2 separate regions of the Rattus norvegicus genome follow, and region 2 is linked to region 1. Evidence: chromatin contacts called from public Hi-C data. All regions are on one chromosome and are shown on one strand. The core of a region is the stretch at or near the end of the contact, and the rest is flanking DNA. Distances in the headings are between cores, read along the strand shown.

What was found. A called contact is a pair of places that touch in the nucleus more often than the background predicts.
Region 2: a contact with region 1 is called in a Hi-C map of prefrontal cortex, with 10 times the contacts expected there. The contact joins the promoter of Bcr here to the enhancer-like site in region 1. A contact is called at or near these places in 11 of 12 Hi-C or Micro-C datasets (the A7r5 cell line, the Rat2 cell line, Schwann cells and 6 more) and 1 of 1 datasets of contacts at active chromatin or transcription factors (oligodendrocytes).

Annotation. Positions count from the first base shown.
Region 1 is chr20:13,505,290-13,510,274 of GRCr8, reverse strand. The region is part of intron 8 of Bcr (BCR activator of RhoGEF and GTPase); the gene reads left to right. Among named protein-coding and RNA genes, the nearest start is that of Specc1l, 65 kb to the right of the region's middle. Within about 2 kb of position 2,029, at least 9 of the 93 cell types and tissues checked have an H3K27ac peak or open chromatin away from gene starts, as enhancers often do.
Region 2 is chr20:13,593,868-13,598,852 of GRCr8, reverse strand. It overlaps Bcr (BCR activator of RhoGEF and GTPase), which reads left to right and starts at 2,520. Exons shown (of 23, transcript NM_001419609.1): 1 at 2,520-4,249. The coding sequence starts at 2,965.

The DNA.
Region 1 (4,985 bases), core at 780-3,279:
TTCTACATCTCCATTTGAAGGCTGCTAGCAGAATACTGACCTCCAGGCAGCTAGGATGAGTCTTACAGCCCACACTCACAGTGACACACCTACTCCAATGAGGCCCCGCCCACTCTGCAAAGACCATACCTACTCCAACGAGGCCACGCCCATTCTGCAAAGCCCACCCCTTCTAGTCATGCCACTCCCTGAGCCGAGCCTGTACAAACCATCCCACCCTCCACGTGCTTTTCTGGGAATCGCTGTTCTACAGTTGAGTTGAAAGTACACACTTAACCACGGTCTGACTGGGCTTAATTATGAGTGAGGCACCTGGTCACATTTCTCACAGTGGGCCAGGAGGAGCCTAGGAAGAAGAGGGAACCGCCCTTCAGTTCCATCACCAGACCCATCCAGGCTTTGGTTAAAGCCAACTCGGGCTCCATCCCGGTATCCTGAGGGCTTCCTTGAGCATTCCAGCACTCACAGACACTCCCTTCGATACCTGTTCCTTGTCTCTACAGTAGGGTAGGGGCTCACCTCCCCCAGCCTCACAGTGGTCTGACTTACGGACAGAGCAGTCAATGGCAGCTCTTATAACCCACACCCACAGTGACACCCCCGCTCCAATAAGGTCACATGTACTCCAACGAAGCCACGCCCGCTCCAAGGCCACGCCCGCTCTACCAAGGCCACACCCACAGTGGGCCTGGCCGTGGGTCCACCACTCAATGATCATTAAGCCCACTGAAAGCAGAAGTGGGACCCTAGCTTTTCTAGCTAGTAACCCCTGGGGGGGGGGCGGAAGTGTTGACAGAGCAGTCCCCACCTGGTTGTTTGGTACATGCAGGACCTGGGAAGCAGGTCTCATGTGGAGTTCACTGGGCCCTGTACCAGCTTCTCACCTAAGGCCAGTGGATAAGAGCAGAGCACATGGCTTCCCTATCAGCGTCCGATATATCTAACCGGGTGACCGACCCACATCTGCCAAGGTCTCACGTGTGCCTCACTGGGTGCCTGCTGCACACACCCATCCCACCTGGTGCCTTTTCTCTTTGGTCAACTGTTCATTTAGGAGAGCTTGACAGGAGAAGCAAATGCTTGAACCGCTCTTGCCTCACCCCTTAATGTAGGACAGAATCCGCTCCTGTGTCCCTCCCTGTTTTCTGTTTAGGATCCCTGAAAACGAAATATTCAGAGCATAACTGCCTTAGGGACTAAGAGATCTCAGCCCCAGTTAGCAGCTGTCTGCAGGTCTGGAGGGTAGAATGCTTATGAAGACAGGAGCTCGTACCTGCAGAGGGGCTACCCCAGCTGCTAGAGGGAGAGAGGACTAATCTTTTGGTTTTTTGTTTGTTTTTTTCAAGATTCATTTATTATATAAGTACATGGTAGCTGGTAGACACACCAGAAGAGGGCATCGGATCCCATGACAGATGGCTGTGAGCCACCATGTGGTTGCTGGGAATTGAACTCAGGACCTCTGGAAGAGCGGTCAGTGCTCTTAGCCACTGAGCCATCTCTCCAGCCCAAGAGAACTAGTCTTAGAGGCTTTGAAAATGTACAGTTCTACTTAACACCCCTTCATCCGGCTCTGTGGTTGCCTCAGGGCTCACCTAAGGCAGGGTGGCAGACAGGTGCCTGTATGTGTGCCCTGGATGCCCAGGCATATGAGCTCCTCCTCAGCGTCCTCCTCAGCTTCCTTCCAACAACACGGTGCTTGATGCTGTAGGACAGGTACCATAAGGACAGCTTTCCAACCCCATGTCGATCCGCACCCACGGCTTGCCCGTGACATGAGCGTCTGTGCTCTCGAAGCATCGAAACAGACATGGTGACGTAGAGATGCCATCTGTGTTGGAGATGGTGCAGACCACCCTTCATGTTACTAGCCAGGAAAGAACCTGTAAGCCTCCCCGTGGGATGGGTCAGGGCATTGTAGAGAGACCCAAGTATGAGCTAGGGGCAGCACCTGACCTCTAGTCAGTCTGCTCTGATCTCTTCATGCTTTTTAGCCAAGTCTTCCCGCTCCAGAGCTGGCCCTTTTATGGTAGTTTCTGGGCAGCGTTAGAGGTAGTTTCCAAACTGAACAGAGGCCAGCAGCCTCTGGCAGGCCAGAATCCTCGCCCTAATTCACCAGGATTCTAGCTACCCAGGATGGGGAGTCCGGGCTCTCCTCTCAGCTTCTGGATCAGAGGATCTTGGAGACACATTTTCCTTCCAGGCCCCAGTCCTGTGAGCTGGTGGGTGGGTGCATACTTGTTTATCCGAATTAACTTCACAGTTAGAGAACTAGATCCCTGCTGCTGGGTAATTTCCTCCAAGTGGTTGTTGCCTCTCCGCTTTGAGGTCTGCAACTAGGGCTTTGCAGGAGATTCGAATGATCCCAGTTCTCTGCCTGGGATCCTAGAGGCCCCTTGTGGAGGGAGGCGGGCAATGGGTTCCGAAGGTGCTTTACAAAGGAACCGTGCTGGCGAAGGTGGACGGTGAGAGCAACGGAGCTTAGGTGGAGAATGCTAGGCTTACCTGCTGCTGCTTGAAAAGACCTGGGGGACTAAGGAAATCTATACCTCGGTACTAGAGCGCTTGCCTATCATGCTTGAAACACTAGACTCCGTTCCGGCAACACGTACACACACACAGAGTTGTTGAGTAACTGCAGCTGGAAAAGTCAAACCCATTCACAAGAGGTCTTAAGGAGCAGTGGTGAGCCAAGATGGGAGAAGGCTGAGACACCCACCCCACTCCCCACCCAGTAGTAGGAATGCTTGCTTGCTGTCGTGAACTGGGACACATTGTCCACAGCCCAAGCAGAGGATCAGAAATGTAAGTATAACACAATATCAGAATATACAAGAGTCCCGGGCTCAGTCCTCAGACCACAGAAGCCTCAGCAAATGGTGTCCAGTAGTCCCTGTGAGGCCCTATGTGTGTGTTGTCTCATTTAATCCCCCTGTCCCCCAAATGCCACCAAGCAGGTCTCTCCGTATTCATCTTACTTCTTCTCCTACGGCACTAACCTGGAACCCAGGTCCTTGTCCATGCCAGGCAAACCCTTCGTCACTGAGTTACAGTCCAGCCCCTGCCCCAGCCACCCCGTGTGATCGAAACCGAGGCAGAGATAAAGTAAACACACTGCACCAAGGAGAAAGAGGGTGTGTACGTTAAATCCACAGAGCGCACTTCTAAATTTAGTCTGCCCAAAGGAGGCCCGGGTTGGGCAGGTTCCCAAGCAATGCCAGGGGACAGGCTGAGAAAGCAGAGGGAATCCCAGTTCCCCTCACTCCCAGGGTGCCCGGCCATGTCGGCAGGCGATGGTGTCCCTTGCAGCTGGTATTTCCTACCTGAATGAGGAACGCCTACCCCCTCCACATAACAAACGCACACATATCTTCATCCATTGCCCTCTCCCACGACAAGGGGACAGAGACACCTGCATAGGGTCTCCTACCACACAGAGAAACCAGGACGCACATTGTTGTGTTTTATAAAAAAGAAAACGAAGAAGGGGCGTGTTTGGTGGAGGTGATGTAGGGTGAGGAGGAAGGGAGTGCCTCAGCAAACCCATGCTGCTTCCCCCTGAGGTACCAGTCACATGACAGTATAGTATAGATCAAAGTTTATTTAGGGCATGGGGAAGGGAGTTGAGGGAGGGAGGGAGGGGGAGAGAGAGAGAGAGAGAGAGGGAGGGAGGGAGGAAGAAGAAGGAGGAGGAGGAGGAAGAAGAAGGAGGAGGAAGAGGAGGGAGGGAGGGACGGAGGGAGAGGGAAAATTAATACACAGGAGTAAAGGCCAGCCATGAGCATGTGGTGGGGGGGGGGGGGATAGGGAGAGAAGGGACAGAGGGGAAGGAAGAAGAGAGCAAGAGAAGAGAGTGAGGAAGGGGCAAGCAGCCCCTTTTATAGTGAGTCAGGCACACCTGGCAGTTGCCAGGTAACCGTGGGGCAGGGCGGAGCCTAGAAGGAACACCCAACAGTCTCACACTCACGCAGGAGCCTGCACACAGTCCGGCCATTTCAGCCAACCGGCCTCTCTGAGTTACAGACTCTTTGGATCTGGGTCCAGTGAGGTCCTGGGCTGTCTGTCTTAGGGCAGGAGTGGGTGGGAGGCTGTCCTGGGTGAGACTTTGAGTCAACAGTTTTTCCTAACCGGCTGGCCTCTCACTGTTGAGGCTGTTAGCAGAGGTGGTCCAGCCTTGACCTCGCCTGTGTGCCCTGGAGAGTAGAAGCAGGCTGGAGCGGAAGCCATTACTGGGCACCCTGTGCTTCCGGATCTATAATGAGGCTGAGGGGCACTTCTGATTCAGGTGTCTCCTGGGCAGACAAAGCCTGAGCCTGAACATTCCCAGACTGGGGCCCAGGGCTGGCAAGGTTGGCTGGGAAGTGTTTGAGGGCCCCCTGTGATGAAGCTGGGGGGAGGGATTAAGTAACCGTTGAGATGTCAGAAATATTTTTTACAACCAAGCTAAGCCTGCCTCTTGGAAGCTCTTAAGCCTGCAATCCATTGAGCATTCAGTGAGCTCTTGTCTGGACGTTACTGACCCACAGCTTCTAGGCTGAGCTTAGGGTTCCCTCTGCTGGCCATTGCAAAAAGTTCAGTTACTTTGTACAGAGAAAAGACTGCCACCTTGTGGTCTGAGGACTCATCTCTGTGTCCTTACTGAGGAAGCAGCCGTGTAATCATTCTCCGTGCAGATGTTGGTGTTCCGTATCCTGTATCCCTCTACCACTGACCTAAAAAAAAAAAAAAAATCTAGATACCCAGTTTCTAGAATCTTCCCTCCAGCCTCATACATGTCTTCAGATCTGTATAGTGTTGCCCTGGGGAAATAGCTCATCCGTTTAAAGGCTAGGCTCACAGCCCCAAAGACAACTGCGGGTATACTGTTTCTTGAATCTTGTAGCTATGATCACCCAGAAAACCTTCTGCCCTGTGGAAGTATGTATGAGAGAGTGAGGGAGTCATGGTCTTAGCATGCTGGTAGCCTTCCTGCCCTTCTACATATG
Region 2 (4,985 bases), core at 1,271-3,770, 88 kb before region 1:
GGAAAAGAGAGGAAGGGAGGGAGAGATGCTCTCTGCAGAAAAGGACCGGAAGCTTAGCATTAGCCAGGATGGCCATGAGGATGGAAGGCTAACTCTGGGGCCAGAAAAGACCGACAGGGGGAAAAAAGAACACTATCTGGATGTGCTCCTGTACTCAAAAGCACTTTGCTGTGTCAAGAGAACAGAGCCTGCAAAACCCAACGGAGAGCTTCTGAGTTTTAAAAGCAAACTTACTTATTTATAAAATATTCAAAGCTAGCATGCGGGTGCATAAACATAGTCCCAACTGCTCTGGAGGCTGCGCAAGAAGTGGATCACTTGAGTCCAGAAGTGTGGGGCCCTCATCTCGAAGTAAATGAATAGTTGAGTAAACAGAAAATATTTCAAGTAGAGGGAGAGGGAGTGTGGCTCAGTGGGAAAGTGGATGCCTAGCATGTTCCAAGGTCCCCGCTTTCCAACTCCCAGCACCCCACACACCAAAAAGTCTACACAAATATTTAAAGTAGCGCTGAGTCGTGATCTGCAAACCAGAGAGCTACCACTACCACACGGATGGATGGATGACACCACCCTCCTTCACCAAAGCACCCCTTCCGGTTCCACATATCAGTGCTTATGTGGGCCCTAACGAGCCTACTGGGAACTTCAGGACCCAGTCAACAAAGAAAACAAAAGAATGTATTCTTTGGAAGATTCTTTTTTTTTTTTTCTTCAAATGGCCAGGAAATAGGATTCCAGAGGCCTGAGCGCTTCTCGTCTTGCGTGCCTGGCTCACTTATTGAATGAGTCCATCAGATCATTATGGGCTGCAACTAGTATTGATTGTGACCCTGTGAGGTCACTGCTCGCTCTCTCTCTCTCTCCTCTGTCTCTGTTTGTGTCTCTCTCTGTCTCTATTTCGCTCCTTCATGTCTCTGTGTCTCTCTGTCCCTGTCTGTCTTTCTCTGCTCTCTGTCTCTCCTTCCTCTTGGTCTGTCTCTGTGTGTCTCTGTTTCTCCTTCCCTGTCTCTCTCGGTCTGTCTCTTCTTCCTCTCCTCTTCCCTTCCCCTCTCCCCCTCTCCCTCTCCCTCTCCCTACCCTTCCCTCTCCCTCTCTTTTTTGTACTGACAGGGACTAATCCATACCTTTTTTCCTACCAAATAAGACCTCTACCATTGAGCCACGCCCCCCCCCCCCCCCCCCCCCAGCGAGGATCAGGCTTTTTAACGGTCTTTTTAAAGGCGAGTCTACCGAGGAAGAGAACATCGTTCACTGCTGTGCTTCTGGGATGCCTGCTCTTTTTGTTTTGCTTTGCTTTTCCTTTCACTAGCCCAAAAGTCAGGTGCCCAGCAAAACTATTTCTTCTCAGCAATTGCGTTGTTTACTGCCTGCTGGGCAAGAGACTGGTGAGGTAGGCGGGGAAGGAGGGAACAAGAGATTAAAGAGGTCTACAGAGGGCAGCAGCGAGCTGCATAGCGCTCACAGGGTTCCTGGAGTGGCGCTCCAAAGGCTCGCCAGCCCAACAACATTAACACAAACTGAACCCTACTAGGAGCAGACAACAGGCTACAGATGAGGGTGAAAGCGAGTTCCAGGGAGGAAAAGGAAAACCCGGCCTAAGTCAGGGAGCCCCTGCTAATCTGGTTGCTGGTGCTGGGTTCTATTTCTCTAGAGAAGCGTGGTAACAGTTTACAACCAAGGACATAACAGCTTTGTGGAAGCAGGTGTTCTGGTTTTATCTCGGAGCTCAGGGAAACTGAGGCACGGAAGTGGGAAAAGTAGCCAAAACTCAGCTGTTCTTCAGCTGCCAAATCCTGTTGCCTTTCACCTCACCCAGCAGGCTGGCCTGGGTTCCATTTTGTTTTCAGGAGAGCATATATGGAGAGCATCTCTGCTAAGTGACTCAGATCCCTAAGCTTCGTTGGGAACGATTATTAAAGGTTTCCTGTCTTCCACCCAGCTCTGTGGTTAAGAAGGAGGTGTGCGATCCCTTCCCAGGAAGAAAGAGACCCCGAAAACACGACACTGGCCTCCAGAGGTCAAAAGTCATTACTCAGGAAGGGAGATTCATTGATTGAGCAGAGGGGGAGAAATTCCTAAGTGTCACTCAGAGTCCGGTGACAACTTCAGTGGCCATTGTTAAGCTCCATTACCCACCTCAGATCTCCAGCACCAGAGGCTCACTGGCTGGCACCCGAGCTGTTGGCATGGGTGACCTGCCCTGCTTGATTTCTCAATAGTTTGGGCCCTGCTGGGTGTTCGTTCCCTGTGCGGTTAGCACCGAGGTTAGTGGGTGCAGAAAAGAGGAAGCAGGTATTTCTCTTCCAGGCATGAAGAACTAGCCAGAGCATCCGCGGTGGAGAGATCGCTCGGAATCACCGGGTCTGGGGCACCTCTGTGTCCAGAAGGGGATCAGACCAGTTTGCAGTGGTCCGGGTCGTATTCAAGGACCCAATGCTCTTCCCGCGGCGCGGCCCCTTTAAGAGGCGCGCCCAGCCCCGTCAGCCGCTCCGCGGCCACCGCCCCCCGGTCCTCCCCTTCCTGCAGCGCTGAGTGCGGGCCGGGGCGGGAGTGCGGCGAGAGCTGGCCGTGCTGAGCGGAGCGCCTGCCCGGAAGGCTGCGGGGCGGCGCGGGAACCGGAGGCGAGGAGCCCGCGGGGCTGCGGCCGTGGGCCCGCGGCGGCCCTGCTCTGCGGAGGACCGCTCCCGCCGCCTCGCGCGCCGCGGAGCCCCGCACACAATAGAGGCGTGCGCAACCCCGCGCCCTTCCCCCGCCCGCGCGCGCCCCTCGCCGCCGCCGCCGCCGCCGCAGCGGCCGAGCCTCCCGCCTCACCTGCGGCCCCGGGGGGCGGGCATTGTTCGCCGCCGTAGCCGCGGGATCATGGGAGGCGCCGGACGCCCGGGGCCCGGCACCGTAAGAACCCCGCGCCGCCGCTGAGCCGGGCTCCGGCGCGCAGCTCCTCGGCGCAGGTGAGCCGGCCGCGCCATGGTGGACTCGGTGGGCTTCGCCGAGGCTTGGAGAGCGCAGTTCCCGGACTCGGAGCCGCCGCGCATGGAGCTGCGCTCGGTGGGTGACATCGAGCAGGAGCTGGAGCGCTGCAAGGCCTCCATTAGGCGCTTGGAGCAGGAGGTGAACCAGGAGCGCTTCCGCATGATCTACCTGCAGACGCTGCTGGCCAAGGAGAAGAAGAGCTACGATCGGCAGCGCTGGGGCTTTCGCCGGGCAGCGCAGCCCCCGGACGGCGCCGCCGAGCCCCGAGCGTCCGCCCCGCGCCTGCCGCCCGCGCCCGCCGACGGCGCAGACCCGGCGCCCGTCGAGGAGTCGGAGGCGCGGCCGGACGGAGAAGGGTCACCGAGTAAGGGGCGACCGGCGACTGCCCGCAGGCCAGCGGCTGCTGCGCCGGCGGACCGGGACGACCGAGGGCCCCCCACCAGCGTGGCGGCGCTCAGATCCAACTTCGAGAAGATCCGCAAGGGACCTGCCCAGCCCGGCTCTGCCGACGCCGAGAAGCCCTTTTACGTGAACGTCGAGTTCCACCACGAGCGCGGCCTGGTGAAGGTCAACGACAAAGAGGTGTCCGACCGAATCAGTTCTCTGGGCAGCCAGGCCATGCAAATGGAGCGCAAGAAGTCCCAGCAGAGCGCCGGGCAGGGCCTGGGGGAAGCACCCAGACCCCATTACCGTGGGCGCTCCTCGGAGAGCAGCTGCGGCCTCGACGGTGACTATGAGGATGCAGAGTTGAATCCCCGTTTCCTGAAGGACAACCTAATCAATGCCAATGGCGGCAACAGGCCCCCTTGGCCGCCCCTGGAGTATCAACCCTACCAGAGCATCTACGTCGGGGGTATGATGGTGGAAGGGGAGGGCAAGAGCCCTCTCCTGCGAAGCCAGAGCACTTCAGAGCAGGAGAAGCGCCTCACCTGGCCCCGCAGGTCCTACTCGCCTCGGAGTTTTGAGGACAGCGGAGGTGGCTACACTCCGGACTGCAGCTCCAATGAGAACCTCACCTCCAGTGAGGAGGACTTTTCCTCTGGCCAGTCCAGCCGCGTGTCACCAAGCCCCACCACCTACCGTATGTTCCGGGACAAGAGTCGCTCACCCTCGCAGAATTCACAACAGTCCTTTGACAGCAGCAGCCCTCCGACGCCACAGTGCCAGAAGCGGCACCGGCAGTGCCAGGTTGTGGTGTCTGAGGCTACCATAGTAGGTGTTCGCAAGACCGGGCAGATCTGGCCCAGTGATGGGGACAGCACCTTTCAGGGGGAAGCAGGTGAGTGCCTCCTGTGGGCATACGGGGGACCTGTTCTAGACTCTTTAAGTAGATTGACATGGGAGAAATGGGTACTTTTTGGCATGATTTTCAAGCGCTTTTGTGTCTCTTTGGCCCTGCGCCTGAACTGACTCCACCCCCTTCTTCCTGAAGGCAAATGGATGGGGGTAGGGGATTACAAGGGAATGGCTGGTGGTGCGCTCTCTTGGTTCTAGATCCAAAGCTGGTGGGTTGCCGAAGTATTGGGTTGCCGAAGTATTGGGGGAGAGATAGCCGTGTGCTCTCTCCATGCTGGACAAGTCGGTCGTCTCTGCCCACCCGGATTAGCTCCTTTGGGAGGTGGGGGATCTGTGCTGTTTCTCCACAGCCTGCCACCTGGTTGTTCTGGTCTTGGAGTGGTAATATGACGCGTTAGGGGAACTCTAGATGTGCAAGCTGCCTGGAGGGTTTAGATGTGTCAGATTCACTTGTTAAGCAAGTGAGAGCAGGTGAAGAGAGGACTTAGAAGAAAGTGAGTTCTGACTCAGTGGGCCACCGAAAACCAGTAGGTTGAAGACTTTACGTGGTGGGGTAATCCCACACCATCCTGATCTTCTTCGCTTCACCCTTCATTAGTCACCCGTAGACTCCTCTGTCAACCGCCACTGAGTTTTGTCTGTCTGTCTGTCTGTCTCTTTTTTCTTGTGGTGCTGGGGTTCAAACCCAGTGCCATGCCAGTTCAAGGCATGCTAACACC